3 separate regions of the Danio rerio genome follow, and regions 1 and 3 are each linked to region 2. A link is a contact called in public Hi-C data. All regions are on one chromosome and are shown on one strand. The core of a region is the stretch at or near the end of the contact, and the rest is flanking DNA. Distances in the headings are between cores, read along the strand shown. Region 1 has its middle 24 kb from the start of nr2f2. Region 2 has its middle 220 kb from the start of nr2f2. Region 3 overlaps nr2f2 (nuclear receptor subfamily 2, group F, member 2).

Region 1 (2,998 bases), core at 162-2,661, 200 kb after region 2:
AAATAAAAATGTATTCACTATTTACTGACCCATTTTGTTCCAGACCTTTAGTAGTTTCCTTCACTGTTTAAACAAAAGCCACACACACACACACACACACACACACACACACACACACACACACACACACACACACACACACACACACACACACACACACACACACACACACACACACACACACACACACACACACACACACACACACACACACACACACACACACACACACACACACACACACAAACACACACACAAACACAAACACACAAACACACAAACACAAAAGATTAAAAGATGATTCCTTAGATTTACTATATTTGTACTATAAGGGTAAGTGGTTGTAAACAATTTGTTTGGGCTGAATTTAAACAAAGTACGTTGAACATTACTAAATTTAATTTGTTTAAATTCAACCCTTATAAATTGTTTGCAACAATTTTGCAAAAATAATTTTTGTACAATATATTTTGAACCATATTGGCCACATGTAGCTATTGAGCTTCATTGTAGGAATAATAATAATAATAATAATAATAATAATGAATATTAAGCAGCTCAATGACTATTAGTTAATGACATTCTTTAAAGTATATTATTTATATTTTTTATTGTATTTTCATTTATTTAGAATTTTTATTCCTTTAAAAGATACATTCCAAGAAGATTGTTGAGGCCAGGGTTCGAGTTGAATGTTCACAATAATCACCTCCTAAAATGTAAGTAAATAAATAATTTAATAATTATTAAAACTTTCTTAACAAGATGAAATGCTTATTTTTATGCAGTGTGACCTTCTAATTACTGCAGTTCCACCACTTTCAGAACCAACAAAAAGCAGCAGATTGTTTAGAAAGCAAAAAGTAAAACATAAAAAGATTTGGGGAAAATCTACGAAGGTAGTAAATAGACAAATAAATAACTACTGCAATTTTGTGAATATTAGGCAATCCTTCAAATTGTAAAAAAAAAAAAAAAAAAAAAAAGCTACTCTCATATTTTTAAAACATAATTTAAATTAATTATGAGATATATTTTAGGAATCAGTTACTACCTTAGCTCCTTTTTTCAAACACACCATTTCTAACATTTTTGTTAGAAAGAAAAGAACAACCTTGATCCTAGAAAGTGTGGACATCAAATAGCCATTGGCCCTCGTCACGCTTTATCCTTTTTCTTCACTGGGCCGCAGCAGCAGCAAACACACACGTTTTGATACGTCTGCTGTATCAGAAGGCTGTAAAACATCTGTGCATGTGCTGTTGCGTGGGCAGGACTTCCACCCACCGTCAATAACCTGCAGTGATTCCTCCTGGACCTGCGCCAAACAGAGGCTATGAAGAACAGCCTCAAACTTCTAGACACTGCCATTCCATCACAGCCACAACTCCTCCTTTTAGATTGAACCGGTGCACAGATGCGCCACCCCCTGCTGCACTTGACCACTATACAGGCTAAAAAGTACTGTCAAAGTACTGACACAAATCCAGATCAACGCTAGCGCTTTTGCTCTATAGCCTTTCCTTTCATCTCACTGCAATGTAAAACCAAAATATTGCTTGTCGTCGTTAAAGAGGGTCAAGATGATGGTGAGCACAATAACTCAGGTTGTGTCCCCTAATTAAGTATTTATGCGTGCGGCAACTGGAGAAAGAGATATACTTTTACACAACACCAACCTCTCAGACAGTCTTTTTCGTCCCATCCCCCCTCTCTGCTTTTCCCAACGGCAGTGAGGCCATCATTTCGTGCACTTCCAGCAATGATATCAAAAGGTTTTTTGGTCAAGCCAAAGAGAGGTCATTCTAATAATACCCAAGGTCATTGGTGGGAGCCAATGAGTCTCCCAGTCATTTTTCATTTGTTGGTAGAGTTAACGACAGTTGCAGGGAGACGGGGACTTGGAGCCAGCAGCCATGTGATGTCACAGACACATGCCAGGGGATTATAAGGGCAGGCAGGGGACAAGGCCTGTGGATTTAAAGAAGTAAATATATGCATTTTGATTTCTGTTTTACCATAAACATAGGCTAAAGAAAAACAATAGTTTGCATCAATAAAATGTATAATAAAATGAAAACATTGTGGCTGTAAAAAATTATCAATGCTTGTTTAAAGCATTGATATACAGTGCTCAGCATAAATAGGTACACCCCATTTGGAAAATGAAAACTTTTATCCACTTCTCAGAGAATATAGGTAATGCATTTTAGTGTATTTAAACAAAACAGATTTATTAAACATACATTTATTAAAATAATATTTTAGTCACCAAACATATTTAGAAATTGAAAGATAATACAATTAGATTCAAGCAAAATATCACAAAAAAAAAATTTACAACCTACAAAATTTCAACAATGTTTTTTTTTTTTTTTGCTTTTCTTGATTTTTCCTCTTTTTTAAATTTATATTTAATATTTTTCTATAACATATAAATTTGGGTGTACTAGTTATTGGACTGTTATCATAAGTTATTTTGTAAGATAAACTACAGATTTGCCTTCAGTCCTGACTAATCTAATGTATATGCACAAATATTGAATAATTTTGTAACTTCCTGTAAAAAAACATTTAAAAGATAGATTTGTGCGGGGTGTACTTATATATGCTGAGCACTGTAGTTATGCCATTATAAGTACTTTCAAATCTCAAGATGAATCCCAGAAGGATACATTTATACCTTTATGTATTTTAAGGCTTATTCCATAAGTATGTTTAAGCAATATTTTATGCATGTTTTAAGTTTTAAAAAGTCATACAAATTAAGATGATATTAATATTAAATGGGCACAAAAAGTCTGCCATCTCATTTTGACAAGTTTGTGTAAGTTAATATGTGATGCTCACTTGAAAAAAAAAAAAAAACACTGGATGTAATAATCCTGGATGGATTGAGAAAATGCTATTTTTTTAACCTTAAAAGACATCAATTTCACAAAGAGCAAGTAGAAAAGAATCAAAGAAATACCAACCTTGAAATGTGCAGGGCCTTGAA
Region 2 (3,329 bases), core at 241-2,740:
TTTATTGCTTTTAAAAGTTTGAGATGTTTTGATATTTTTGGTTAAAGTGGATAAAACTATTTATCAAAAAGAAAAGTAAACATTTCTGTAAACAAACATTTTGCACGGAATGTCACGTTGCGATAACAGAAGGGAGAAAAAACGTAAACAGAAATACACAAAACGGCGTAAACATGTTTGTGCGAGAAAAAAAAGAAAGGCCTGGAATTATTTCAACACAGAGAGACGTATAGGAACGACAATAATACTATATCATTATGGTAATGTTGCATGCTGATTCATATAAAGCCATGGAGAGGGGAGAGTTAATTAGAGAAGCTTGCCGACTCTGCACATTGTACTGACAAGCGGCAGAAATATGTGTCAGATTTAGAAACCTCTCTAACCTTTCCTGAAACATTCTCCCACCTAGTCGAGGAGTTTGTAGCTGCTAATTAAGGCTGATACTGATTTCTTGACTAGTTTGCCAACTGCATGCTAAATAGTTCAAAACCATGTGACGGTGATTTTTTAATCAATATAAAAAGAATAATTTCCAATAATTTTTACATCACAAACAAAAGCAATACAGATCAAAGAGAAATAAGAGAGAAATGGCCATTCAAACACACGCACACACACACGCTCGATAAATAAGAGTGTTTTGTAGATAAATTCGTGCATATAATAACCTGCAAACAATTAAGGTTTTGGTAATGCTTAGATAAATATTATGCTTTCCAGAAACACAATTACGAGAAAAAAAGTTTGCGTTCCTTTCCTGTATGGAACTGCCGCATACATGCCGGACCGCATGATCAAACTTATTATTAGTATTTAATGTAGCCTATATATTTTATAATATCATGCAGGCTAACTCACACAATTGATTTTTTTATCACAATAATAAATATATAAAACTATAATAGTAAAATGTAAATGGTAAAATAAACAAAGACAGAGGATGATAAAAAATAGGAATGGAAAACGAGTGTTGAAAAAATATTTTAGGAGGTTTACTCACTTTAATTGCAAGCTAAATATATTTTTATTTTATGCGTCACGTTTAATTTAATCAGATGTATTAAACTGTAAACACCTACCAATTTGTTAAATATATTTAGTTATTTTTAATTGTATTTAATATAGGCCTACTAAGATTTTATTATATATTAACTACTATGGTTTCAAGTTTGTCAGAATTAGATAAACCAAATTAATTATATATTTAAATATACCTTTAAAAACTGTAAGGATATTTTAATTTCTATACAGAGTTCAACATTCAATACACAGCAACTAAAATCCGGAGTTATTATGATTTACACATTATTGATGCAATAACGTTACAATAATAAAAAAAAAAAAATACTAATAACAATTTGAGAATTTAATAAGGCATTACCAAAACATTTTAAAAAAATCAATCTTACTCAAATGTCGCTTAACACACTAAAGTAGCCTACTTGACTCAAGGCAACTTTTGCTGCACCATAAGTTAAAGATAGATGGCGCTGCACCCAAGCTGTAGAGCACTGTCTTCTGCACCTTCGTTTCTGCCCGTGTGCTCCTCTTATTATCGGCACCAAAATTAACCTGTCAATTTCTCAGTCACCACCATCTTGAATCTCTCCCTCCTGCTCCGCGCCCTGCGTCCAACCGACTTAACTTTACAGATAACTGTGGGCGCGTGTTTGTTAGTATTGTGAATGAGTGTATTATCGCTTAAATGACCGCTATGAATCACTATAACGCTGTCTGGATTGCGATAAGACTCTCTCTCCTTCTCTCTCTCCCTCTCTCTCTCTCTCTCTCTCTCTCAGAGCATGTTGTCTGTTTATTCTTTTATAGGCTGGGGAAAAGAACATCTCTGTAACATCGCCAGGATCCAGTGTTTGCTGTCTGTTCTACAATACATTGTAATGGCACTGTCACAGGTTTTTCTTTCAATTTTTTTCTTTCATTTTTTTTTTTTTTTTTTTTTTGCCATATTAAGGCTCTAATTATGCGATAGAAAGTGAGCCGTTATTTATGAAACTAGAAAAGAAACACGGCGTCTGTTTTACACTGTAAAACATTGCGCTTAAGGCATAGGATAAACTATTATTATTATTATTATTATTATTATTATTATTATTATTATTGTTGTTGTTGTTGTTCTTGTTCTTGTTGTAGTTGTAAGTGACAAGTTGTTTAATGGACAAAGTCAAATCGCTTCATTTAATCTCTGTTATATTTTATTTTGATCAAAATAATTTCCTATTTTCTCTGGAGACTAGTAGCCTTTTTGAATCGCGGTTGAGCTGTGAAAACACACTGCTAAACACTTGTTAAAATTTGTATTGACAATTTCGCATTGTAATTGTTTTGCAAATACAATTCGTTTAATGTTTAAATAACACACCCTCACCAGATATGATCATAACAGCCGTTAATTTATTAGCGCTTTCCCCAGTACAATTCATATAATATAAAATCCGTTTAATACTGATTCAATAATATAATTAGTTCATTTTAAATATTTCCTGCTTTATTTTCTGATAATGAATAACCTCCTAACAGTAGCCTAATTGATTTGAAGCTCAATTATACATTTTATTAAATACGAGGAGAATCTAATAGACTACAAAGTGTGTATAATAAAAATGAGACGTTAAATGAGTAATACAAAAATATTAATCAATATAGCCAAGCATTAAACAAGTTTAGAAGCCTACTTTTAAAACTAACCTGTCCTGTTTAATTTTCCCATTGAAATGTATCCTAAATGTATAACACAATCTTAAAATTTCAAGAATATTTTATGGCCGAGCAGCAACAGTGTTCCAAACAGTTGAGAAGAAATAAAAGAGGTGTTTGTAAGCTCAGCGGGCCTCTGTAGTGCAATAAGCACAGGGAGCTTTTTATGTCTCTTAATGGCTAATAATGTGATAAGCTAGACTAGGCCCTTAAAAATCCCTACCAAGTGTAAATGCGACAGGGGGACCCCAATTGCCCCGGTTCATTCTGTTTTCTTTTTTTTTCCAGGTATTTTCCTTTTTCTCAGTTCAGGTTATTAGCCCTCCCATGACTGGAGCATATAAAAACAAGGGGGAGGGAGGTGAAAAGCACAAGATAGGTCTCCTGAAATGTGTGTCTCGAGTTTCTCCCTTTCTTTCTTTTTCTCTCTAATTCACTTTTTTTTTTTTTCAATTGTTGTTATTTGCAAATGGTTTTATTGTATAGAAGTGCCACAGAAGGAGGGGGCGCTAGCAAGGGTAGGATAGTGGTAGGTCTTTAAATTGACACACACACACACACACACACATGCAAAAAAAAGAAGAAAAAAGGAACACAACATCTGGTAATTA
Region 3 (3,265 bases), core at 592-3,091, 210 kb after region 2:
AAAATGTCTGCTATGTAGATATATTTTAGAGATTTGTTGTTGGCTCAGTACGGCCAGCCATATCCCATAGTACTTTTTCCACGAAGAAATAAATAAAAGTGACATTGTACTGAGGGAGACCTCATTAGTTCGTTGTCCGACGCTAATAAAAGAACAGAAGTGCAAATTATAGAGTTCAGCCTCAACACACGCTCTGTCAACTAAAATCAAGCCTGTGAAGCCATGATCCAAATTACTGCTAACCTGCTTTGGTAAGCCTATCAAAGCAAAACGTGCATTTAAAGCGAAGAAACGCACAATTCCTATTTGACAAAATATGCTGCCTCGTAGCATACTAAGTTTGTGTACGACGGAGTTTGTAGCAAATACTTACATACTGGAACTGTTTTTAAGCAGTAATGTCAATGCAATTATCAGGCAACTACTAACAGTATCTCTAGTAGTTAATAGGTCTCATCACTGTGTCATAATTACAAGCTTTCCTTTGCTACATGCATTAGCGCTCTCATCAAACACACATCCTGGATCACGTTTAAAACAATAACAAACATCCGTCAATCATTTCCGGTCATCTAAACAAGCCTGTTTACCAATAGCCCTGAAACAAATAAACTTACCAGAATTATGTTATAACTCTTGCCTTCCCGATCACTTACGGTAGGGCTCTGAACATTTGCTGAAAAAAGTGTGTGTGTAGATTTATTTAGGCTACTTGGGAAATAAAGATTATTAGGCTTTGTATGATTTAATAAAAAACTGTGTTATTGTTATAATCATGGTTATTATGCGGTTAAAACAATTAATGGTGGCAGCAGTGGTTTGATTAGGCAGGCCTATTGTCCGTAACAGTATTACTCAACCATCAAAAGTTGCTTTTTCAGATCAGGATACTAACTTTTGTTTTCTTACAGCCACAATTTAGTCAAAGACATGGACGTTTGTTTAATTTTTTTTATTTTTCTTTAATTTCAGGGAGAAGCTAAGGAACTTTCATGATCTTGTTAAATTTGGCTATAGCATTACTTAAATATATTGGTGGTTGGAGGAGTTTTAATTATACTGCCTATAAAATATCAAGCAAATCTTTGAATTTTAGGACTCTTAGACTCTTTACAAAAACTTTAACACCACTGGTGTCTGAAGCCTTTTTGGGCCTTATTGCCATTTGAGGGGGCCTTTCCCCCATGCAATGTGGTTTCTATTACAAGACACCGCTTTGCTCCGGGGAGCCGTAGCTTGCGTTGAATTGCAAGACGCCATATTGACTCAACTAATAGGACACCAAGTTGAAGGCGCAGTTTACAGGATAGCTTCACACGCTTGGTGTCCTCTAACAGATAGCCCTAAATGTGACACATAAAATACCGCTTTCAAGGTAGAATAAATAGTAGTCTGCATTTTGTCATTTGTCACGTTTACAACAAGATGGCATTTTATTTGACATGTATTGAACATCCAATGTTGTATTTCATCGCGACTTCAGTTCCGACGTGTCAGTACCTGCTCCGGGAAAATGTTATATATTTAAATAGAAAGTGATATCCAACAAGGCAATGAGCAATAACCTCTGTGCAGACGCACACAGTCTATAGCTGGTAAGAAGTATGACATGGTGCTTGATATTTGTTTTTATCAAGGATGGATGGGGGTTAATGTGAAAAAGTAGTGTAAAGAGACAAATAAAAAGCGTAGCCTTTTACATTAGTCTGTTGCACTTAGCACGTGTATTTACATAGCCAAATTTAGACGTAACAAAATGGACAATTTCCCATAGCAAACCTAAGAGTTACCCTCGCACCCCCAATCCAATCTCTCTCTCTCTCTCTCTCTCTCTCTCTCAAACACACAGACATACACGCACAAGTAAACCCAGCCTTCAGCAGTTTGAGACAGCATGACTCCACTGTCAGATTGAACAGACAGATTTGTCCGTTAATCATGAATAACACAACATAGAAAGCCTTTTGATTTCAAATTCATAAATTATAATTTAATACCAAGAACAAATTTACAGCAGAATGCTTGTTTACAATAAGCTAACACAAACAAACAAGAATTGTTTTCAACTATAAACTTCCACACACACTCACGTATATCACTTGCAATTAATAATAATCAATAATAATAAAAAAGTATCTATACGTTATCAATACCCTGCAGTAATATATTTTATATATTTATATAAAAACGTGGGTCAGTTTAAACTGTTCATAATTACAATCATGTATCATTCACTGGTCCATATGTGGCAGAGAACAGCCCAAAATAACTGTTCAATCAACTACACAATATGATCCCTTTTTATCCAATCACAACATGGTGTCTTGTGTGTTGAAGAAAAGCCTCAAAACAAGGACGAAATTGCAAGCTTTCACACATACACACACAAGGCATCTGTTACAGACCGAAAAGGAGCAGAACACCAAGTCAAAATAGCCACCCCTTTCCAAACCAGCTCACCCTGTTAAGTGTCAACCTATCGTCGAACTTTTTTTTCCTTTTTGTCGTTTTAAATACAAGGGCTAGTGTACTGAATGCACAGATTATATCTATACAGTCAAAAACATTTACATTTATATATATATATATATATCAAAGGTAAAATAGGTTAGCGACCTGTGGCCATGCATTCACAGTCTAAATACATGAAAAAGAAAGAAAAAAAAAACATTTCTCTTAATATGTATGTACATTACAAACAGATCTTTCAGTGCTACTAGCTAAGTCTGTCACTCATTTGAAGACATTTGTATTACCGAAAAAATTGGCAACCACAGTTTTATTCTTAATCACATATACGCTGTATAAAGAAAAGTCCTTGAAATGAATTGACCTATATTTACAAGAATACTGCCTCTACTTGTTTTTTCCCTCAAGTGAAATGAACAATTATAAGACTTACTTTGTAAATTTTAAGCGTGTTCCCCATGGTGTATAGACTTCAGTAACCGTTAATAACACATTTGCGCTGTACAGGCACTTTAATGCTTTAAGTGTTGAGGGGTATTTTTTAGGGACGTCTTATTAATACTGCTGCTTTATCATTATAAGAATGATGACCCATCATTTCCCCACGTTCACAAATACAGTTTACTGTGGCTAAACACTTGAGCGAAAATTCGCTTGGGCGCAACCTTAGGTAAGCGTCTGTAATACATTTGAAAATTTTAAGTGGGAGGGTTTCTTTAACTGTAAAATCAAATACTTTGCTATACTTTTTGCATTACAACCCGACGATCATCCCCAAAATCCAAATATAAAAAAT

What was found. A called contact is a pair of places that touch in the nucleus more often than the background predicts.
Region 1: a contact with region 2 is called in a Hi-C map of embryo, with 2.4 times the contacts expected there. The contact joins two enhancer-like sites. A contact is called at or near these places in 6 of 18 Hi-C or Micro-C datasets (caudal fin, embryo, fibroblasts and 1 more).
Region 3: a Hi-C map of an unstated tissue shows a contact between it and region 2, with 5 times the contacts expected there. The contact joins two enhancer-like sites. A contact is called at or near these places in 7 of 18 Hi-C or Micro-C datasets (caudal fin, embryo, fibroblasts and 3 more) and 3 of 4 datasets of contacts at active chromatin or transcription factors (caudal fin, embryo and gastrula embryo).

What each region holds. Positions count from the first base shown.
Region 1 is chr18:25,273,095-25,276,092 of GRCz12tu, forward strand. No RefSeq gene overlaps it. Among named protein-coding and RNA genes, the nearest start is that of nr2f2, 24 kb to the right of the region's middle. Within about 2 kb of position 1,412, at least 4 of the 62 cell types and tissues checked have an H3K27ac peak or open chromatin away from gene starts, as enhancers often do.
Region 2 is chr18:25,077,746-25,081,074 of GRCz12tu, forward strand. No RefSeq gene overlaps it. Among named protein-coding and RNA genes, the nearest start is that of nr2f2, 220 kb to the right of the region's middle. Within about 2 kb of position 1,491, at least 24 of the 62 cell types and tissues checked have an H3K27ac peak or open chromatin away from gene starts, as enhancers often do.
Region 3 is chr18:25,289,975-25,293,239 of GRCz12tu, forward strand. nr2f2 (nuclear receptor subfamily 2, group F, member 2) reads right to left here. Exons shown (of 3, transcript NM_131183.2): 3 at 1,963-3,265. Among named protein-coding and RNA genes, the nearest start is that of nr2f2, 7.5 kb to the right of the region's middle. Within about 2 kb of position 1,842, at least 6 of the 62 cell types and tissues checked have an H3K27ac peak or open chromatin away from gene starts, as enhancers often do.